2 separate regions of the Gossypium hirsutum genome follow, and region 1 is linked to region 2. The links are chromatin contacts, called in public Hi-C maps. All regions are on one chromosome and are shown on one strand. The core of a region is the stretch at or near the end of the contact, and the rest is flanking DNA. Distances in the headings are between cores, read along the strand shown.

Region 1 (5,219 bases), core at 1,962-4,461, 460 kb before region 2:
GAACAAAACAGAAGCTAAGCTCCTTAACTTGAAATGATAATACTTCAATAAAATGAAAATAAACAACATAGCTCCAAGATTTAGGCACAATTATTATTATTTTGGTCAACCAAAATTTAGGTCCTTATTGAAGCCCAGGAATAGCAACAGTGGAGCTATAATTTTCCCAGAGACAATTTAGTTTGTCCCAGGTGACAGGCCAGCCAAAAGAGAAGAAAGATTTTCTTATTTTTGGAGGGTGTGGGGGGCAAAGGTTGGATTTAGGAAGCATGACAGAGGTAAAGAACAGGTGTGCATTCTAATAGGAAAGTCCATTAATCAGATAAAATACTCATCCCTTATAGAACCAAGTTATGAAGGACAATTATAAAGCTTTCTTGTTTTGAAAGTTTTTAAGAAAAAAGGAGAAGAGACAGTGCTTCCATGCTGAACCAAGTTGCTAACAAATCAATTGCCCGAAGGCTAAAACTCAAAACATCTAATAGAAAACAAATGGGGCCCTAAAATAGTCAACTAGCTTGCCAAAACTATTGCAATAGGTATGCCCCCTGAAATTGAAGTCCAATAACAGATTGGATAGCTTTACTCCATTTGTGCTGAAGCATTAACCTAGTTCCAGCATTATCATCCAGATTTTTCTTTCTGAGAAAAATAACATCAACAAAGCAACAATAAACAGATAGAAAGTTGGATTACCTGCATACAAACGAGCTTCGAGTCACCTCGTACACGAATGTTTGTATAACCTTTTCTAAGAGCATGTTTCAACCCTAAAATTATGGCGCGATATTCAGCAGCATTATTGGTTGCTACGCCCAAACCCTCGCGCAATTTGCAGATCTGTTCAAATAGCATATTATGGAAGGATTTACATGTGGAAAAGGTCTAATTTCTAAATGGTTAATTGCACACCACATTTCCAGCATCAGTTTTCAATACAGCTGCTGCACCAGCAGGCCCAGGATTTCCTTTTGATGCACCATCAAACTCAAGAATACAAGATTGCTGCCATAAAGACAAAAGTACAGGCATCAAAGCCTATTTTTGGAGCAAAAAAGCATCACTTAATCTTGGTAAATTAATTCAGACACCCTTCTCTCTCGCATAGGAAACCCTCTTATGTTGTTTGAGGAGCTATATTCAACCATCTACTTGAAAAAAAAAAAAAAAAAGACAATGGCCTTCAAGACTATCTCCCCAATTCTGTGAATGAAGTTGATGCCAATATTCACCAACATAATCAGTTGTCACTACCAAATCTACTTACATGACCAGAGGATGTTATTTGAGCCTCAGCATGTGGATCCAACTTGAAATGCTTTCTCACGGGATCGGCTACGGCTATTGAACCAAGTGATCCCAGTCCCTACAAAAGGTTAAAGGTAAAACACTGAAAAATAGTGTCACACCCAAACTTGTATGATATTAATAATGATGTGCTCAGGGAACATTAAAACAGCTAACCTACCCCATACTCTGACTGAAGCAAATCCTGTGGTCTCTTTTTGGTTGCATCATTATGAGATGTTTCACCTTTAGAAGAAGCTGGCTCCTGAGACACAAAAAATTAGGAACATTGGCCTTCGAATCTGTAGGAGCCAATATCTTCACCTTCTCTGGATGGTATAAAACAGCCTTTGTGATACAGTTAACATGTGAAAGAAAGAAACTAATCAAAGAACAAAGAGATTGATCATCGATGGCCTCAAAACCTCCAAGCAGATCACATTAATTGGGAGATGCAAGTTTTAGGTGCAATTGCTGTCACAAGAACACATTCAAGCAAACAGAGACATGGATGCAGGTGAAGAAAAAAAGGAAGACAACATCAAAATCTTTTTTTTCTTTTTCTGACAGACTTGTTCAAACAAACAACAAGTTTGCAGTATGCATAAGGTTCATACTCAAGGTCTCACCTGGAAAGGGCAGGGCATGAGCGCTCCAAAAAGATCTTCTTTCACATCTGCAGCTCTAATAGTGTAGAAAGCATTCTTAAGCCCACAGGAAGACAGATATATTTCAGTTTCCTTTGTCAAAGAGTAGCCTTTGTAGACACTGACCGGAGGATCACATATCTACTCCAAAAGAACAATAACATGTCAAAGTTAACAGAACAGCGAAAAGGAGAAACACAGTATCTAAATTTGAAAGACTGCTATGTTATTTGCATTACAATTATTATGTCATTTCATTGAAATCTAAAAAGCACATAAGTATTAATATTCCAATTTGCAATAACACAGTATAGCACAATAATTAGCCTAAAAGTAAATCAACTTTAGGTGACATTAGAAAAAGGAAGTAAGAAGAATTACCGAGGATCCAACTTGGGCCTGACAATCAGCAAAGCTCTTGAAAACACCAACAACATCTCCCTTTCTCACTACAAAGAATGCATCTTTCTCGTTTTCCATCACCGGTGGTTGTTCAGGATGAACTTTTTTAGTCCTGGATGCTTTTTTTGTGCTACTACTACTATTACTTTTCCGGGAAAAGTAACACTGAGGGCGAAATCTTGTCAACAAGAACTCTAAATCCACAGTCTTAACACCCGCGTGCTCAAAATTTCTTTTCCAGAAAGGAACATGGCATTGGTTCAAAGAAGTTGTTGCAATGAAATTACCAGCCTTTCTAAATAAAGCTGTGCCATAAGCACGCACGTGTGGCAGGCAGTTCATCAGAGAGTAAAATTGCTCCGCACTGCCTAAATTTCTAGAGTTAAAAAAAAATATAAGTTTCTAACTAAATGACTGATATACCGAATTGTTTGTAGCATTTCGCGTTTAATCATTTCTATTGATAAGCCGTCCCCCCCCCCCAAAAAAAAGAATAATTTTTTCATCTGCTTTTTCAGCAATGGAGACTTTCATAGCAATAGCTAGAGGAGCGAAATAAACCCTAGGTAGGAAATTGAGAAAGAAAGCCAAAGACAAAAAAGGGAAAGGGCCAAGGAATGAGATATATTGTTAGAACATACCATTACCAATGTAGGAGCTGGAAACAGAGACGAACTGGAAGTAGCCTTCTTCTGCTGATATTCACGCCGGAGAGTGACGGAAAAAGATGGGTTCCGGGTGGTTTAAAGAAGAAGTGATAAATGGAGTTCTGCTGATATCCAATCGTCCTTGAAGAGTTTTTAGGTACCTGTTTAGTTAAGCCCGTCTCTATCTATTCTCTCTCTTTTTTTTCCCTGAATTAAGCAATCCAAACTTACCTAACTGTTCTTGGAACACCTAAGCCTAAATCTTCAAGTAGTTTGGGCTCCTATGATGCCCATTTGTTCATGGGTTTGGTCCCCTTAAACACCTTTCAGTTGGCATGTAAAAATCAAAACAGAACACATAAGCCACATGCCCGCATGAAAATTTTTAACTCCATATGTTTCATTTATATAATTTTTTTAATGTTTTAATCAGTACATTCGTTAGTCTCTTAAATACATATCACAAATTATTATTCATATTAAATACATATAACAATTTAGTTCCTACTTGTGGACTAAAATAAAATTTACTAACAATGCAATTGCTTCTACTTGAAAGAGAATATAGAATGCATTTGAAAAGTCATTCAGTAATTAAATTTAGGTGTATTAATTGTTATTATACATGTGTGGCATGTTTAATTAACCATTATAATTAGTAAATTTAACTACATTTACACTCTCCCATTCTTAAGTAAGGGTTTGGAATTGAATGAATTATATGAATAATTACTTTTGATGACTTTCTATTATTATTATTTAGTAAAAAAGAAACTATCAAAGATAATATTAAGAATTAAGATATAATTGTACTATGCCAACCATGTCTTGTAATTATAATTAGCAATTATATCCAAAGACACCCATAACCAAATGGTAATCTCTATGATTTGAACGATGAAAGTTATAAAATTTAAGCAATCTATATTGAGATTTGACATTGCAGCCCATTTTACTCATCGGCCTAGCTACATGGGGCTGCATATTTACTTGGTCACTAATGCTTAGTTTTTAAGCCACACGAGAACGAAGATTCAACAACAGCTTCTAACTGATCTAATGATGAAATGTGGTATCGAATCCTCGAGAAATTCGAAGCAGTTTATTTACGTCCTCATCTTCAAGAGATTAGTTCTTAATGAGGATTTGAGTTCCAACTTTTCAAACCCTTCCTCTATTCTCAGCTCTTTTATCCAAAAAGGAAAATTCTTGCCAAGTGCTACTTAAATCGCTTATACAATTCTTTTTTAGATAAACTATACAAATAGTTGTTCAATTATGTTCACGTTCTTGTTTTAGTCACTCAACTTTAATCATTTTCAATTTAGACATTAGTGTTTGAATTCATTGCTGTTTTGATCACCGTCGTTAAATTGATAACGGGAAACATTTTTCTATCTGGTATAATTGTACATTTAGTCCTCAATACTTACATATTCTATCAATTTGATTCTAATTCTATAAATTTGATCCTTAAACTTCTTAACAAAAGCTTTCAACATTTAAAATAGAGACATTCCACATCTATAAATTTGTAAAACCTAAAAAAGAAAAAAAAATCCACATTTAATTAATACACACATCTAGCTCGTGTAATTTATCCTAATAGTTAGGTATATCAATTAATTTATGCACGGATTTGAAATGTATATATAAATTAAAAAATGTTAAATATATTAAATATATTTTATGATTGATGTTATAATTAAGTTTAAATCATTTTATATATTTTATACTTCAATATCTTATTTGATAAAATTAATGCCTTAAATCATTGATATATATATATATATAATTTCCTAGATTAAACATATATGAAAAAAGTGTTTATAAAAATCTATTAATTTTTTATTTATGAAATCTATTTGTAATAAACATCTTAATTTTTTTAAAAAAAGCGTTTCTAAAATTTGTTTAATTTTTTCAGAAACCTGTTTTAAATTGTTTTCAAAGTATAAAAATCTATTTTGAAAATATATTATTCACATAGTTTAAAATTAAAATTTTAGATTCAAGTATTGTACTTAAAAAAATAAATTATTTTTAATTTATTAATAGTTGGATAGCTACTAATGTAATTTATCTTAAAAAATACTCAGAATCCCATATTTATAAATTACAAAATGATTAAATATATTTTGATTGATACACGTACATTTAACTCGTGTATTGCACAAGTGTGTTTTATTGAATGAGATATAAAAGGGTGTCTTTGTTTTCTTGAGATGTCTCTTGT
Region 2 (5,106 bases), core at 2,467-4,966:
ATTTAAATTCATATACATGTACAACCAAATTACTTTACATCATACTATTCAACCTTGTTCGATACTAAAACAAATAAATGAAGTTCACATTCAATCATTTCATTACCATTTAATTTTCATTTTCTATTCAGAGAACTATAATAATTTAAATTTGGATACAGGGGACTAATTTACCTCTACAATCTTAGAGCTTATTTACTTATAAACTTTATTCGATGTTGCTCACTCAAGCTATTGAGAATCCGCAACATGTGCTGGATCTCAACCATCAATAAAGAATAATTCGATTTGCTCACACAAGTTGTGGATTAGGGTTGCTTATATAGATTTTATTCGATGCTGCTCACTTAAGTTGTCGAGAATTCGCAACACATGTTGGATCTCAGCCGACGATAAAGAAATCTCTTACCAACACCCAATTTCATTTTTAACCTTAATGACATACCATTCATATCCTAATTGTTTATTAAGTTCAATCAGCGTCGTTACCAATTCTATATCATTACAAACCCTAAAATTGTATACTCACTTTTCACATTTTGAATAACAACCCATATACATTTTTAACCTTGTAACATCATCATACACATACTACTTAATCATATATCAATTTCACATTTAATCATCATCATGTATCTATTCATATTAGTCATTTATTTTATATTTACGATTTAGTCCCTTTGATGTCAAAAGACATTATTTACCTAACAATTTGAACTAAAAAGTAAAAAAGATATAATACAAACATAACATGAATTAATAAAGTAAGTCTCATATGAACTAACCTAACAAAAACATGTAAAACATCGAGGATTAATCTATAATTTTGTCTTTTCCTCCGATTGGTTCAAATCCTGATCTATACGATAAATCATTTCAATTTATCAATTCCAAATACCTTATATCATCATACTATATGTAGATGATAGTTCAATTTTTTAAATGCTCCCACAAGTTTTTTATTTTATTCAATTTAGTCCTTAAAATCAAAATTACTATAACTTTTTAATTTGAGTTTCGATTTCAAAACTGATCTCAATTTCATCCTTCTACAGATCTCCATTATCAATAATTACAGTAATTAAACATCAATTTTGAAATATTTACACTTTAGTCTCTATGTTCAAAACTAACAATTTTCACTTTACAATTTTGTTCATTTTCATATCTAAGTTTAAAATTTAACCATTTAACATCAATTTCATCAAGAACTCATCAATGACAACTTTTGAAAATTTTAACAATTTTACAAATTGGTACTGATTAGCTAAATCAAACTCTCAAAACCTCAAAAACATATAAATTACAATAAACAAATTAAATCGAACTTACCAATCAAAGGACTAAATGTTGAGCTTTAAAATAGTTTTTCTTCTTTCTTTCCTACGGGTTGAAAAGATGATGAAGAAAATAACCTTTTTTTTTAATCATTTCTTTAACGTATATAGTTTGATTAAATCTAGTTAACCTTAATTAATTTAACTAATTTTAATTAGCTTAATCTTAATAACAATTAACAAAAATTGGTGGATACTAGCTAATTCCCACCACCATTTGGCATATTTGTAAGGGTCCAAATTTTTAATTGGTCCTTTGATTAATTAAAAATCTATAGCAATTAATTTTACTATATTTATAATTTAGTCATTGTACCTTAATTAGTCACTAATTTAATAAAATTACCTATCTAAAATTTAATTTACTTATAAAATAAATTTAAATATTTAATATAAATATTTACGGGCTTGGTTTACGAAAACGATGTCTTGATACCTTGTTTTCCAATACCATTGACTTTAAGATTGTTACACTTGTACCTTTGTTAACTACCCAATTAACAAAAGTAAAGAACCAAACTCTAATTAAACTTTATACTAACCTCGTAAATATTACGAATATCAGAATTGAGGTTCCAAAACTATTGAAAATTGAGCTGTTACATATATTTGCACCAAATATTCGAATTAACAAAATATTCAAATTATAAAAATCAACTTAATCCAAACCCGAATAACCAAAACTACTTATTCAAATTAATTTAATAACTTGTACTTAAAATATGAAAAAAAATTTAAATTTATACGGCATCAAATTTTACACTATATAAATATTTTAGCCCTTGGAATAAACAAGCAAGTCTAGTAGCATTTACCTAAGACTCTTCGAGAGGAATCATCAACGAAACCAATGCATTGATGCATTTGCTCGACGACATCAATGGTTGAAGTGTTGAGGTTTGGGTATGAATTTATGAAGAGTCAAAAGTGAAAATCGAAAATCGAGAAATCAGATAAGCCGAGACTCATTATGCCCTCAATGGTGCTAATGATGTTCCATGAAAAGTCAAGGCTAGACATTCATATGTTGCTTGCCTCTTGTCCAAATTTCAAGTTTAATCATGCTTTTAGGGAAGAGAACAAAGCAATTGGTTAGCCAAGAGAAGTAAGAGCAATGCTTCCCTTCTAGATCGCTTGGTTTTCTCTCTTATTGTAGTGGTATTCAACTGATGAGTTGGATTAAAAATTAAATTAAATTATCAATTAATCAAAAATTTTAAAACACTTAATCGTTAGTCAGTCAAATAAAAATTTATTTAAAGTTTTGAATTAATCAAATATTTTATTCGAACAAGCTTATAACATTACAAAAACTACAACAGTGATTTTTATTTATTTGTTTGTTTTTAGTTTAAATAAAGTTTAAAGTGTATATTATAAAAAGTAATAAAATGTAATATAGTGAGTCAAAGTAAAAAAGAAAAGAAAATTACCATTTTAAAGTAATCAATAATTGAAGTTTGAGAATAACTTCTAATCAAGTTGTGACTGATGATTCACCGATTCGGTTGAATGGATTATAAATTTTAATTAATTCATTTATGGAATTGAAAATAAGTAATATATAATCCAATTCATGAAAAAGTAGTGGCAGTAGGTATACAAGATTCAATGCATCTAACTTTATCAGGAGGCGATTAGCACACGCCCCTTCAGCCTCTGGCAGACTTTTTCTTTTTCGTTTACGAACCTACTCAAAATTTTAATGTGTTTAAAAAGAATAAAAATTTAGACTCCAGTTTTATCTCAATTTAAATAAATCCAAAAAGTCAAAAATAATCTGCGTATATTTTAATTGAATTAATTTTTTAATAATAACTCGTTCTGGTCCAGGACCAGGTATGCATGATGGGTTTTAGGTGGGATGTGATGGAAGGAAAAAGGCATTCCTGTATGCTTTTTCTTAAGATCACGTTTATGGCTTGTGGTGTCACCGTCTATATCATATGCTTAATTAATCACCGCTTGCAATGTAAATACCATCACCAGTGGATTAGGTTGGAAAAAGTGTAATCTGAATCCCGTGAATTTTGAGATTTATTATGCCATCCAATTAAGAGAGCTTGCTATAAGTATATTGTTTTATCATTTCATTGATTTGAATGGTAAATACAAATCATTTAGCTCAAACAAGGAAAAAAAAAAAGACGACATTTGGCTGTTATTGCTATAGGCACAGGTATAGCCATGTTCCAGAATTTTTGTTTCTAGTTTTTACCCTTATAAACCAAATTATTTTGCCTTTTAATAGAAGGGTGATTTTGGATTTTTGACACTATTAATTAGGATAAACATGCTTGGTTGTTCATGAGGAACATGTTTAGTGTTTTTTTTTTATACAGAGATATAAGACAGAGAGACATGACAAAAGGTAAACAACAACCTCTCGCTAGCTGTATTATGTTGTCCAACTCACATTTATAATAATCGTAGATTAATAAGATTCTTTCGATGTCATTGGAACACCACCCCAGCCTCTGCATAAAGTCATAAGCTTCTTTTATTATTATAATTTCTCTCTCTCCCTTCCTCTCCGGCCGCTAGTTCAAGAACACTTTTGTGGCTTGACCTCCACAGTGGCCATAGCTTAGAGAAACCTAGAAAACACAGGTGAAGAGGTGGAGAGTGTGTGTAAAAAATGGGGGCAACAAGTCCACTCAAAGGCCAATCTCACTCTCGTTCACTCACCAGGAATTTGTTGCCCTATGTTCTTTATGCTCTCCTCCCCATAGCTGTTTTTCGCTTCTACTTTCACCCTTTTCCTTTCCCTCTATCCACCTCAGATCAGCTTCCTCACCCCAACCGCATCATCCTCACCACTTCTTCTTCTTCTTCTTCTTCACCTCCTCCTTCATCCTTCTCTAAAGGTACATAGAGTAAAACATAAAAGTTGTCAGACTTTTTTACCTTTTCTTGACTTATGTTCTTTTATTTTTAGTTGTTTTAAATATGGGTGTTATTATTAAACAAGTTTTTGTTTTTGCTTTTTTGCAGAAGAGGAAATAGCTAATGAAACTCCATGTAACTACACCTATGGCAGATGGGTACATGACAAGATGGGGCCTTTATACAATGGCACAACCTGTGGTACAATTAAGGAAGGTCAAAATTGCATCACACACGGGAGACCTGACTTGGGTTACCTTTACTGGAGATGGCAACCAAGCCAATGCAATCTCCCAAGGTTTGATCCCAACACTTTCTTCAACCTCCTTAGTAACAAGCATATAGCTTTTGTTGGTGACTCGATGGCTAGGAACCAATTGGAATCACTTCTTTGCATGCTAGCCACTGCCTCCTATCCTAACCTGGTTTACAAAACTGGGGAGGATAACAAGTTTCGTAGATGGCATTTTTCTTCTCATAACATTACTGTATCAGTTTATTGGTCACCATTTCTGGTTAAAGGTGTTGAGAAATCAAAAACTGGCCCAGATCATAATGAATTGTATGTAGATGTTGTTGATGAGAGGTGGGGATCTGATTTAGAGCATATAGATATGGTTGTACTCTCAATAGGGCATTGGTTTCTTCATCCAGCAGTGTATTATGAGGGTGGTTCGGTTTTAGGTTGCCATTACTGCCCTGGACTAAATCACACTGAGATTGGATTTTATGATGTGATGAGGAAGGCCATAAAGGCCGCACTTAAGGCAATAATTGAAAGGAAGTCTACTGATGGTAATGGAATTGATGTGTTTTTAACCTCTTTTTCACCTTCACATTTTGAAGGTGAATGGGATAAGGCTGGTGCTTGTCCCAAGACGAA

What was found. Hi-C and Micro-C count contacts between places; a contact is called where the count stands out from the background.
Region 1: a Hi-C map of leaf shows a contact between it and region 2, with 4 times the contacts expected there. The contact joins the promoter of LOC107886670 here to the promoter of LOC107886596 in region 2. A contact is called at or near these places in 2 of 34 Hi-C or Micro-C datasets (callus and leaf).

Annotation. Positions count from the first base shown.
Region 1 is chrA03:101,040,274-101,045,492 of Gossypium_hirsutum_v2.1, reverse strand. LOC107886670 reads right to left here and starts at 3,211. Exons shown (of 14, transcript XM_041095454.1): 1 at 2,978-3,211; 2 at 2,316-2,712; 3 at 1,917-2,075; 4 at 1,469-1,552; 5 at 1,268-1,366; 6 at 913-1,005; 7 at 697-840. The coding sequence starts at 2,678.
Region 2 is chrA03:100,582,334-100,587,439 of Gossypium_hirsutum_v2.1, reverse strand. LOC107886596 (protein ALTERED XYLOGLUCAN 4) reads left to right here and starts at 3,716. Exons shown (of 2, transcript XM_016810614.2): 1 at 3,716-4,204; 2 at 4,332-5,106. The coding sequence starts at 3,976.